2 separate regions of the Anas platyrhynchos genome follow, and region 1 is linked to region 2. A link is a contact called in public Hi-C data. All regions are on one chromosome and are shown on one strand. Each heading gives the region's core, a stretch centred on a gene start, on an enhancer-like site or on the middle of the called end of the contact. The rest is flanking DNA. Distances are from core to core; before and after follow the strand shown. Region 1 holds the start of R3HCC1 (R3H domain and coiled-coil containing 1). Region 2 holds the start of C23H8orf58 (chromosome 23 C8orf58 homolog).

Region 1 (4,629 bases), core at 848-3,347, 170 kb after region 2:
AAAACATTGCAGATTTGGCTTCATCCCTGTGCCACATCTTCCATCAGTCATGCCCCCTTCCTTTTCACAGTCTGCTTCTGCCCCCTTTCACTTTGTTCTCCCTCTAATTCCCTTCCTCCCCCATTTCATTAAGGATCCTTCCTGCCTTGCTGTCTCATTTCAATAATAATGGCTTCTTCAGAAGCGCTCCTTGCTCACCTGTACTCTTTAATTAGCCTCTCCTGTGCACCTTGGAGCTTGTGTCTGGCTTGCTCGGGGTAGAAATGGCAAGCGAGCAGCCCCAGCATTTCACTGTCGACTGTGACACGAGTGATTTTGGGAGCGTGTTTTGATCGGTGCTCGCTTAAACACTGCGGCAGCGAGCAGCACACCCGTGTCGCCTCGACTCCGAGACATCTTTAGCTCTCTGGCACAGCAGAAGAGCCTCCCCCCCGCTCCCTGCAAACATTAACAAAGAGAAAAATCAGCAAGTGATAATTATAGAGGAACGGTAATTATTAAATAGAGCCCAATTATCGTCAAGTTTCAGCATAATCGGTGTGGGAGGGGAGCAGAGCTTGCCGTACTTCCAAGGTCGATGCTCGGATTTCTCTGTGGAAGTGCTGATAAACCTCAGCTTCATTTGTAGCTGGTTCCCTGCATAGCAGCAAAGGTCTAAACCTGAGACAGTCTTGGGGCTTTTCAGCTCTGAGAGGACAGGGCAGCCTAACTTACAGAAGGAATTGTTCTCAGATGATGTTGTCTAGTGTTTTTTAGGAGGCCCAACGTGAATGACTTCATGTGGACGTTACTGCAGGACACGCGGTGATTTCTCCACTAAAAGCTGGGTTGTAGCACGTGTGTTGTGCTTTATTTGGGACTACATGTAATACCCAGCCAGTGAAGGTACTGTCCTGGTCTCCCTGCTTTGGAACAATTTAATAAGATCATCTTATCGTGAGGTGCTGGGCTTTAATCCATGACTTTATGTAAAGAGATTGGAGAAAATCTAGTGCTTCAGTGTACCTCGGGTATCTACGATGAGCTGCAGGGTAAACCTGCAAAAGAAACACAACAGAGACGGTGATGTGAACCTCTGATAGAGGTGGGGCTTCTTTTTTGTATGGTTACTGTCTGCTTTTAACTAGTGTGGAGTTTGGGAGTGCTGCAGGAGACCCCTTGTTCCTCTCAATCCCCTGCTCCAGCCGGCTGGGGCTCTCTCCTACCGAGGGTGCAGTGCCCCAGCTCCCTCTGACTCCACCTGCTACGTGCCAGGGCTGTTTCCTTCCTGGCATCTGCACCAGAAGATCCAAGGTGGTGACACTGAGCTAAACCAAAAGCTTCCAGGCTGTGGAACAGGCCTCTGCACATCGGGGAAATGGGTAACAGCTCCAAAAAGTTGTGTGACTTGGGCTTTGTTTGGCAAAAAGCATGCTTTGTCTAACTTTGCTTCAGAAGGGGCTTCTTTATTTTGCTGCCACGGAGATGGGGCAGAGAGCAGATGCTTCTCATCCTCTGGCACCTCAACCACAGCCTTAGGAAACCTGACTTGTGCAAGTCTCAGGTCAGCTGGGATAACACAGTTTTTGGTGCTGCCTCGCACCTGGGTGAGGGCAAATTGGGCACCTCCTGATCCAGAAACTCTTCTCCCTCTGCAATCACTCAGCCTTTCATAGCTGCACACCACCAGGGCTGTGCCTTGCGGTGCTTTTCCAGCTCCTGAGGTTTGCTAGCACCAGGAGCGAAGCGCAGTGCTGTGAGGGACAGGAGTGAGGAAAGAGGAGATGCTGCAGGTCGAGGGGAAAAAGAGAAAAAGCACCAGGGTCCAGTGACACAGGGACAGGAGGCACCGAGGCAGAACGTGAGCTAAGGCTCATTTCTCGGAGAAGAAAGCCAGACCACTAGCCTGAATTATTCCCAAGTGTCATCACCTTGCTTGTTCTCACGTCATCTGCTGGCCTGGAACACAGCCCTTTGAGGTGAGGTGGGAAGCTCTTCTTATTTAGTGTCTCCGACAGTCCTTGGAAGCCCAGACCTGTTTGGTTTTCCACCGATTGCTTTCTGCTTCTCTGAATTTTGCCCCACAGTTCCGCTGGGAAGCATCCTCCTCCTTCCACCCTGAGGTTGTGCAGCATGCTGCTACATCCCTGGCTGTATTTCAGAGGTGGGTGAAATGAATTCCTACCCGGGGCTGGTCCCGGAGCAGAAACTGGGGGTCAGGACTTCTGTGTGCTGTTGTAAGCACTGCTCCCGTCCTGCCCTGTAATCCCAGGTAAGTCATTTGGGTTTTTGGAGCTCTGGTTTTGCCATGGGTGGGATGAGAGCAGCAGAGCTGGCTCGCCCTGCAGACAGGTTGTGAAATGGGTGCTTGTGGGGCTGTCAGGATGAGCCTGGCTGTCACTGCTGAGCAGTCTAGGTAGGAGTAAAATGAATAAATAGGTGCTCTAGTCTAATGCAAGCTGGATTGTAGGATAAGATAACAAACTGGTGACTTCAGTACTCTGAGTGCCCCAATTTGCTGCTGCAGCAGCTGCTGTGGAGGTACCAGGGCCCCAACATTATCTCATTTGGTGCCTGATTATATGCAAAGAGACATCATTAACCAGGGAGAGGTGTCCAGGTCCCATCAGACGCAATTCAAGTGTCCAAAGGCACTCAGTAAACCTGGGCACATTGGGGCTAAGGGAGAAGGAATGTAAAAATCTCAATTTAAATGGAAATTGGGGGCTGCACCCCAGAGAGAAGGCACGCACAGCAGCTGGCAGCCTTCTCTGAGAGCTCAGGCAAGTGCAGGGCAGATGGACCAGCATGTTTTGGGGAGGAAAGGTCTGTTGTCCATCTCTGCTCGGGGGTAAATACCAGAGGGGTGCAAGGGGAAACCTCACCCTGCATCGAGGGCTCGGCATCCCAGGCTGGCTCTCACCTCTCAAACCCAGGCTAGGAATCATGCCGCCCTGCTTGTGTCCACCTGGGCTAGAAAGGATGCTCTGAGGCTGGGAAAAGGGCACCGTCCTGCTCTGTGCAGTCACAAAATCAAGCACATTTTATTGCAAAGGCCTGGGGCAGGCAGGAATTAAGCGTGCAGGTGGTGGCTGCGGTTGCTGCAGGAGCCTGTCTGGGTGGGTATTGTGGGGCAGGGGATGCTGCTGTCCTCAAAGTGATTTTTTTCAGGTTTAGGAGGAATGGATTTAGCAGAGAAGGGGATGATAGTGCAGGGATGGGGAACGGGGGGATGCTGGTTTATGTTGCTGCCTTGCTTGGCTTTGCTTCCAAACATCAGCTGCTCCTCATCAGGCAGAGGCCAGAGCAGGCTGCAGGTGAGAGGCAGGACGAGGAGCTCAGGGTGTTGGAAGGAGCCTGGCAGAAGCCTCTTGTGCAATCACAGGCCTGGCTTTGCCAATCTATATGGTAATTCTGGGCAATCAGCTGAGGGGGAGAGGAGGAGACATTAACCCTGAGAGGAGGATTTTGTGATGCCAAGGCAAGCCTGTTACGGGGTGTGGAGCATCTACAGGAGCTCTGGTGTGGCTCTTTACTGCTCCCCCCAAAATAAATGAGGAAAATCAGTTACTTTGAGCATATCACTAACGAATTGTGTGTTTCGTTTTCATCCACCTCTCTCCCATGCTGACCAGCAGCGATTTCTCAGCAGGGAGCAGGCAGTGCCCCTCTCTGCTCCTGCCCGGAGCAGCAGGGATGCTTTCAGTGACCTGGGGGGCCGATGACACCCCAGGGAGACACCAAATACTGCCCTGAGCTGGCCAAGGAGAGCCTTGCTGCTCTTCTGTGCAGCAGTTCTTGAAACCCTTCCTCCTGCTGCCTGCGGAAAATGGTTTCCCTAACATTTACGCATCTTCATAGCCCTTCTCTGGCCAATAATATCACATCTTTTCTGGCTCATCTTCAGCTTGCTGTCAACCACAACCCCCAGGTCCCTCTCTGTGGGGCTGCTCTCCAGCCTTTCATCCCCTACTCCGTACGTAGAGCCAGGGTTTGGGCTTAGGGCTCCAAGGATGGCGAAGGACCTAGAGGGGAGGACATATGAGGAGCAGCTGAGGTGACTTTATTCAGCCTGGAAAAGAGGAGGCTGAGGAGAGGCCTCATGGCAACCTACCGCCTCCTCATGAGGGGGAACGGAGGGGCAGGTGCTGAACTTTTCCCTCTGGGGACAGTGACAGGACCTGAGGGAACATCATGGGGCTGGGACGGGGAGGTTCAGGCTGGAAGAGGTCTTTCAGTGAGCGGGTGGTCACACACTGGGACAGGCTCCCTGGGGATGTAGTCACAGCACCATGCCTGTGGGACTTTAAATAGCATTTGGGCTGTGCCTTTAGCCGTATACTCTGAACTTTGGGGTAAAACCGCGTGGAACTAGGACTTGGCGACCTTTGCGATCCCCTCCCACCTCAGGATATTCCACAATTCCCTCATATTTCCACCGTTTCCCCACCCAGGAGCGGGACACTGGACCCCTAAACCCCTTTAGGGCCTTAAAGGGCTTCCTTGGCCCCCCTTTCCCCTCACGGAGCCCCCGCCCCGCTCCCCCCGGGCCCGGGGGCGGTGCTGCCCGGCGGGAGGAGCCGGGGCCGGGGCCGGGCGCAGGCGCCGCACCGGGAAGCGGCGGTCGGCCGGGCCTGGCGGTAGGGGAGG
Region 2 (4,173 bases), core at 922-3,421:
CGAAGCCTCCCTCAGATCCTGCCTCTCCTTGCACCCTTGGCGCTGGGCTCCTCGGATGAGGCCAAGGCGCCCAGCTCCACCCGGGCCTAATTTTAGCTCCTTCTTCACCCTCCCGTGGCCCTGCGGAGCCTCGGTGCCGCCTCTCTCCATCCCCACGGGGTCCGGGCAGGCGGCAGCGAGCGGGGCCGTGCGGGGTTTTCCTTGTCCCCGTCCCCGCGGGTTCCTGCTGGGGGTTTTGCAGCTGCTGCGTGGCGGCTGCTCCCGGGAACGTCGGGAACATCGGCTTCCACTTAGCGGGGCTGAGCCTTTCCTGCCTCGCCGCTAAGCAGGAGCAGATGCCGGGGAGGGGAACGGGCGCAGGCATAGGGTTACGGCACGGGGAGCAGCCCCGCACCCAGCCACATGGCCAGGGGGGGGCACGGGTTGGAGCAGGGCTCCTGGAGCCCAGCCCCGTGCCCCCTCGGTGCTCTCACAACCCCTTTCTCCCCGTGCCAGGAGCCAAGAAGCCACCACAACAGCTCCCCAGGGCCTCTCCTGCCTCCTTCCCCCCGGCCACCGTCGCCACCGCACCCCTGGGAGCCGGGCAGGGAGCAGCGCCTGCCTTCGCCCTCCCCCGGCCCCCGCAGCAGGTACGGAGCGGGGTTTTTTGGGGGCCAGGACGGAGGCAGGAAAGCCCCCAGCCCATCTGGAGTGGGATCAAACCTCTCCGAGGGAACCCTGCAAAGAGTTAACGCACCTGCGAGGCAGGTCGGGGTGTGGGAGGATTTTTGGGCAGGCTGGGGCAGGTGCGGGCAGCGGGTGCAGCGCGGCCGATTCGGGTGCCCGGAGCCCCCCCCAGGTCCCTTCCCCACGGTGTTGTTCCCCCCCAGCCCGGGCCCCGAACCGGCCATGAGGCGCTTGGAGGAGGACTCGGAGGTGTACAAGATGCTGCAGGAGAACCGGGAGCTGCGGGCGGCCCCGCGGCAATCCAGCACCTTCCGCCTGCTGCAGGAGGCTCTGGAGGACGAGGGCGGAGGTGAGGGGCGCGGGGAGAAAACGGGGAGCTTGGGAGGTGTGGGGGGAGCTGAAAAAAGGGGTTGGCACCACCACCCTGATGGTTTCGTGTCCCCGCAGCCGGCCCTGCAGCCCCCTTCCCCAGCCGGCTCTCGCCCAGCGCCCGCAAGCCGGTGGCCGGCGTCCAGAAGCTGCACACGTGCGAGAAGTGCGGCAGCAGCATCGCGTGAGTTGGGGGGCACTAAGAGGGGTTGGAAGGAGGCAGGGACGGACAGACAGATGGAACAAGCTCGGGGGGGGACAAGTGGGGTGACCCCAAGCCGCCGCCTGCCCCCCCCCCCCCCCATTTTCCCCCAGGACGCAAGCGGTGAGGATCCAGGAGGGTCGCTACCGGCACCCGGCCTGCTACGCCTGCTCCGACTGCGGCCTCAACCTGAAGATGCGGGGACACTTCTGGGTGGGCGACGAGCTGTACTGCGAGAAGCACGCCCGCCTGCGCTACCAGGGCGCCCCCACTGCCCCCACCCCATCCTGAGCCCCCCCCCCCGCCACCCGCCCCCCCAGCATCTGCGGGGAGCAGAGGGCACCCGCGGCACCCCGGTGGCCCCGCTGCTTTGGTGCTTTTGGGTGTGCAATGAGCGGGGTCGGGTCTCAGCCTGGCTGTGCCGTGGGGTCCCTCGCTGGCACCCATGGGGACGTGGGGGACACTGGGGACATGGGGGACACGGGGACGCTTGAGCACGCAGGCACCGGAGAGGGGGCTGGCACCGCTTCGCACCCTGCCTTCGAGGAATTAAAGCAGATCTCTATATAAATATAATATATTCCTGCTCCACGCCCGTGTCCCGTCTGTGTGGGGCAGCTGGGGGGGGGACACGCCTCTCTCCGGGCCCCCCCGGGGGTTTGTCGGCGTTTTATTGCTGTTATCAGGGGCCTTTGTCCCGCCGAGGATCCCGGAGCTCTTATCTCTGCCCCTTGTGCCTGTTTGCACGGAGGGGGCTTTGCTCTCCCCGCCCCGTACCAAAACCCCAAAGCGCTCCCATAGCTGGGATGCAGCACGGGCAGGGGGCGGCCAAACTCCCCCCACCCCTCCTGGCCGCCCCCGCCCCGCCCCGGGGCCGTGCCGCCCCACAGCCCGGCCCCATAAAGAGGCCGAGGCCCCCCGTGCGCCCTGCCCCGTGCGCCCACCCCGTGCGCCCTACCCCGTGCGCCCACCCCCGGTGCGCCCTGCCCCGTGCGCCCTGCCCGGTGCCGGGGATGCTTCGGCGCCGCGGAGCTTTCAGCGTGGAGCCGCTCAGGGGGCTCGGTGAGCTTTTGGGGGGGGTCCCCGGTGTGCCGAGGTCCTGCCGGAGGGGGCCCTCGCTGAGTTATCAGTGCTGGGGAGGGGCCCTGAGGGTTCCCAGCAGCTCCAAATTATGGTGTCTGTGCTGGGTGGGTGTTCGAGGGGATCTGACAGCACTAATTTGTGCTGGGTGGGTGTCCTGGGGGCCCCCAGCAGCCCTAATTTGAGGTGTCTGTGCAGGCTGGGGGGGCCCCAGGGTGTTGGCTGAGCTGGGAGTTTGCCTTCAAGCCCATAGTGCTGGGGTCAAGGTCAACGCCTCCCCCACGCTGGGCGAGGTCTAGCACCCCCAGCCCATCTCTGCATCCCAAAGGACCCCTCCCACAGAGCCGGTGGCGGGGGCACGATCCCCTTTTAAAGCTTCCCAGAGGGGGGGTGCTGAGGGGCTGGGCAGGATCCGTCCCGCGGTGCCCACGCAGCGCGCCGGGAGCCCGTGGAAGTCGGGTGCGTGGGAGCGGCATTGCTGGGATGCGCGCGGGCCTCGGGGGCTGCTGAAAGGCAGGATTGTCCCCAAGGCCACCGCTGTGTCCCCAGCGCCCTGCCGAGCCCCGAGGGACCCGCGGTGAGTGGACGTGGGGCAGGAGAGAGCCCCGGGAGCGGGCGGAGAGGGCAGGGAGGTGGCGAGGTTCTCCCGGCACCCGGCTGTCTGCCTGCAGCCTTGAAGTGCCCAAATCAGGCTCTCGCCTCCCTGTCTGGGATGGGGAGGGAGCCCTAACCACCGGCCCAGCCAGTATCACCCAGCCCAGATCCCGAAAGGGAACCAGTTGGGAACCAGTCCGGTAATGAGGTGCCTCTGGATACAGGGCTCTGGCTCCGGCTGGGGCGGGTATAAAAGGCAGCGCTGGGGACGCGCGCCCGGCACTCGGCTCTCGGCGATGTGGGGTGGCTCCCGCGCCGTCTGGAAGAGGAGGTGCAGCTGCTGTGAGTGCGTGGGGGGGCTGGCCGGGGGGGTGGGCAGCTCTGCACCCCGATTTGGGTGCACAGAGGGGGGGGGAAAGAGCAGAGGCTTTGCTCCCCACCTCCCCGAGCCCTGCGCCGGGTCCCGGTGGGAAGGGAGGCGAGGGCTGAGGCTGCCGTCGTGTCCTGGGGTGCAGGGTGGTGGCTGCAGAATGCGGCCCAGCTGGGGCTGAGGATTTAGGGCGAGGAGTTGAGGTGCCTGGAGCCGTCCTGCAGCGGGGGAAGCCAGCCCTGCAGTCCAGCTGGGTGCTGATGTCGGCTGAACCCCCCCCGGTGCCACCCAGGGGCTCCCTCCGGAGAGGGGTCCCCAGGTGGCGACGTCTCCAGCAGCCTCAGGGCAGGGCACGGGGCTGGTGGCCACGATGGGAGCGGTGCTAGCCCACACCCAGCTGCGTGCACCCCTTCTGTGGGGTCAGCTGGCGCCGTGCCCTGCCTGCGGTGCCCCCCGGGGACCCCCATCCGACGCCCTCGCCCCCGCAGATGGTCCCTGGGAGACGGCAGAGAGCTGCGTGGTGCGCACGTCCGCCAGCGTCTACCGTCGGCTGCACGAGAGCCCCCGGAGCCCCCCGGCGGGGATGAGCGGCGAGGAATCGGGCTCTTGGGGCCCCCCCCAGCCTTTGCCAGCCCCGGGCAGCCCCCAGGCGAGCGGGCGGCTCCTCAAATCGGAGTCAGAGGACTCCGGGGTGGAGATGGCGAGCAACGAGAACTCGCCTTCCACCCCGCTGGGCTCCGAGAGCAGCTTCTCCCTCGACGGCTTCCAGCAGCCAGCCCATGGGGACCCTCCGAAGAGCCCCCCAGGAGGGGAGCGTGGCGCTGAGCCCCCCCGGCCCTTCCGCAGCCGCTCGGCCAGCAGGAAGCCGGGGCAGCAGCGCAGCAGGAGGCAG

Evidence for each region. A called contact is a pair of places that touch in the nucleus more often than the background predicts.
Region 1: a contact with region 2 is called in a Hi-C map of skeletal muscle, with 2.4 times the contacts expected there. The contact joins the promoter of R3HCC1 here to the promoter of C23H8orf58 in region 2. A contact is called at or near these places in 2 of 8 Hi-C or Micro-C datasets (skeletal muscle and subcutaneous adipose tissue).

Annotation. Positions count from the first base shown.
Region 1 is chr23:2,236,402-2,241,030 of IASCAAS_PekinDuck_T2T, forward strand. It overlaps R3HCC1 (R3H domain and coiled-coil containing 1), which reads left to right and starts at 2,098. Exons shown (of 8, transcript XM_072027279.1): 1 at 2,098-2,143. The coding sequence starts at 2,113.
Region 2 is chr23:2,071,247-2,075,419 of IASCAAS_PekinDuck_T2T, forward strand. It overlaps C23H8orf58 (chromosome 23 C8orf58 homolog), which reads left to right and starts at 2,172. Exons shown (of 6, transcript XM_038166922.2): 1 at 2,172-2,299; 2 at 3,770-4,173. The coding sequence starts at 2,251. PDLIM2 (PDZ and LIM domain 2) reads left to right here. Exons shown (of 10, transcript XM_038166921.2): 7 at 496-629; 8 at 870-1,015; 9 at 1,114-1,219; 10 at 1,351-1,828. The coding sequence ends at 1,528.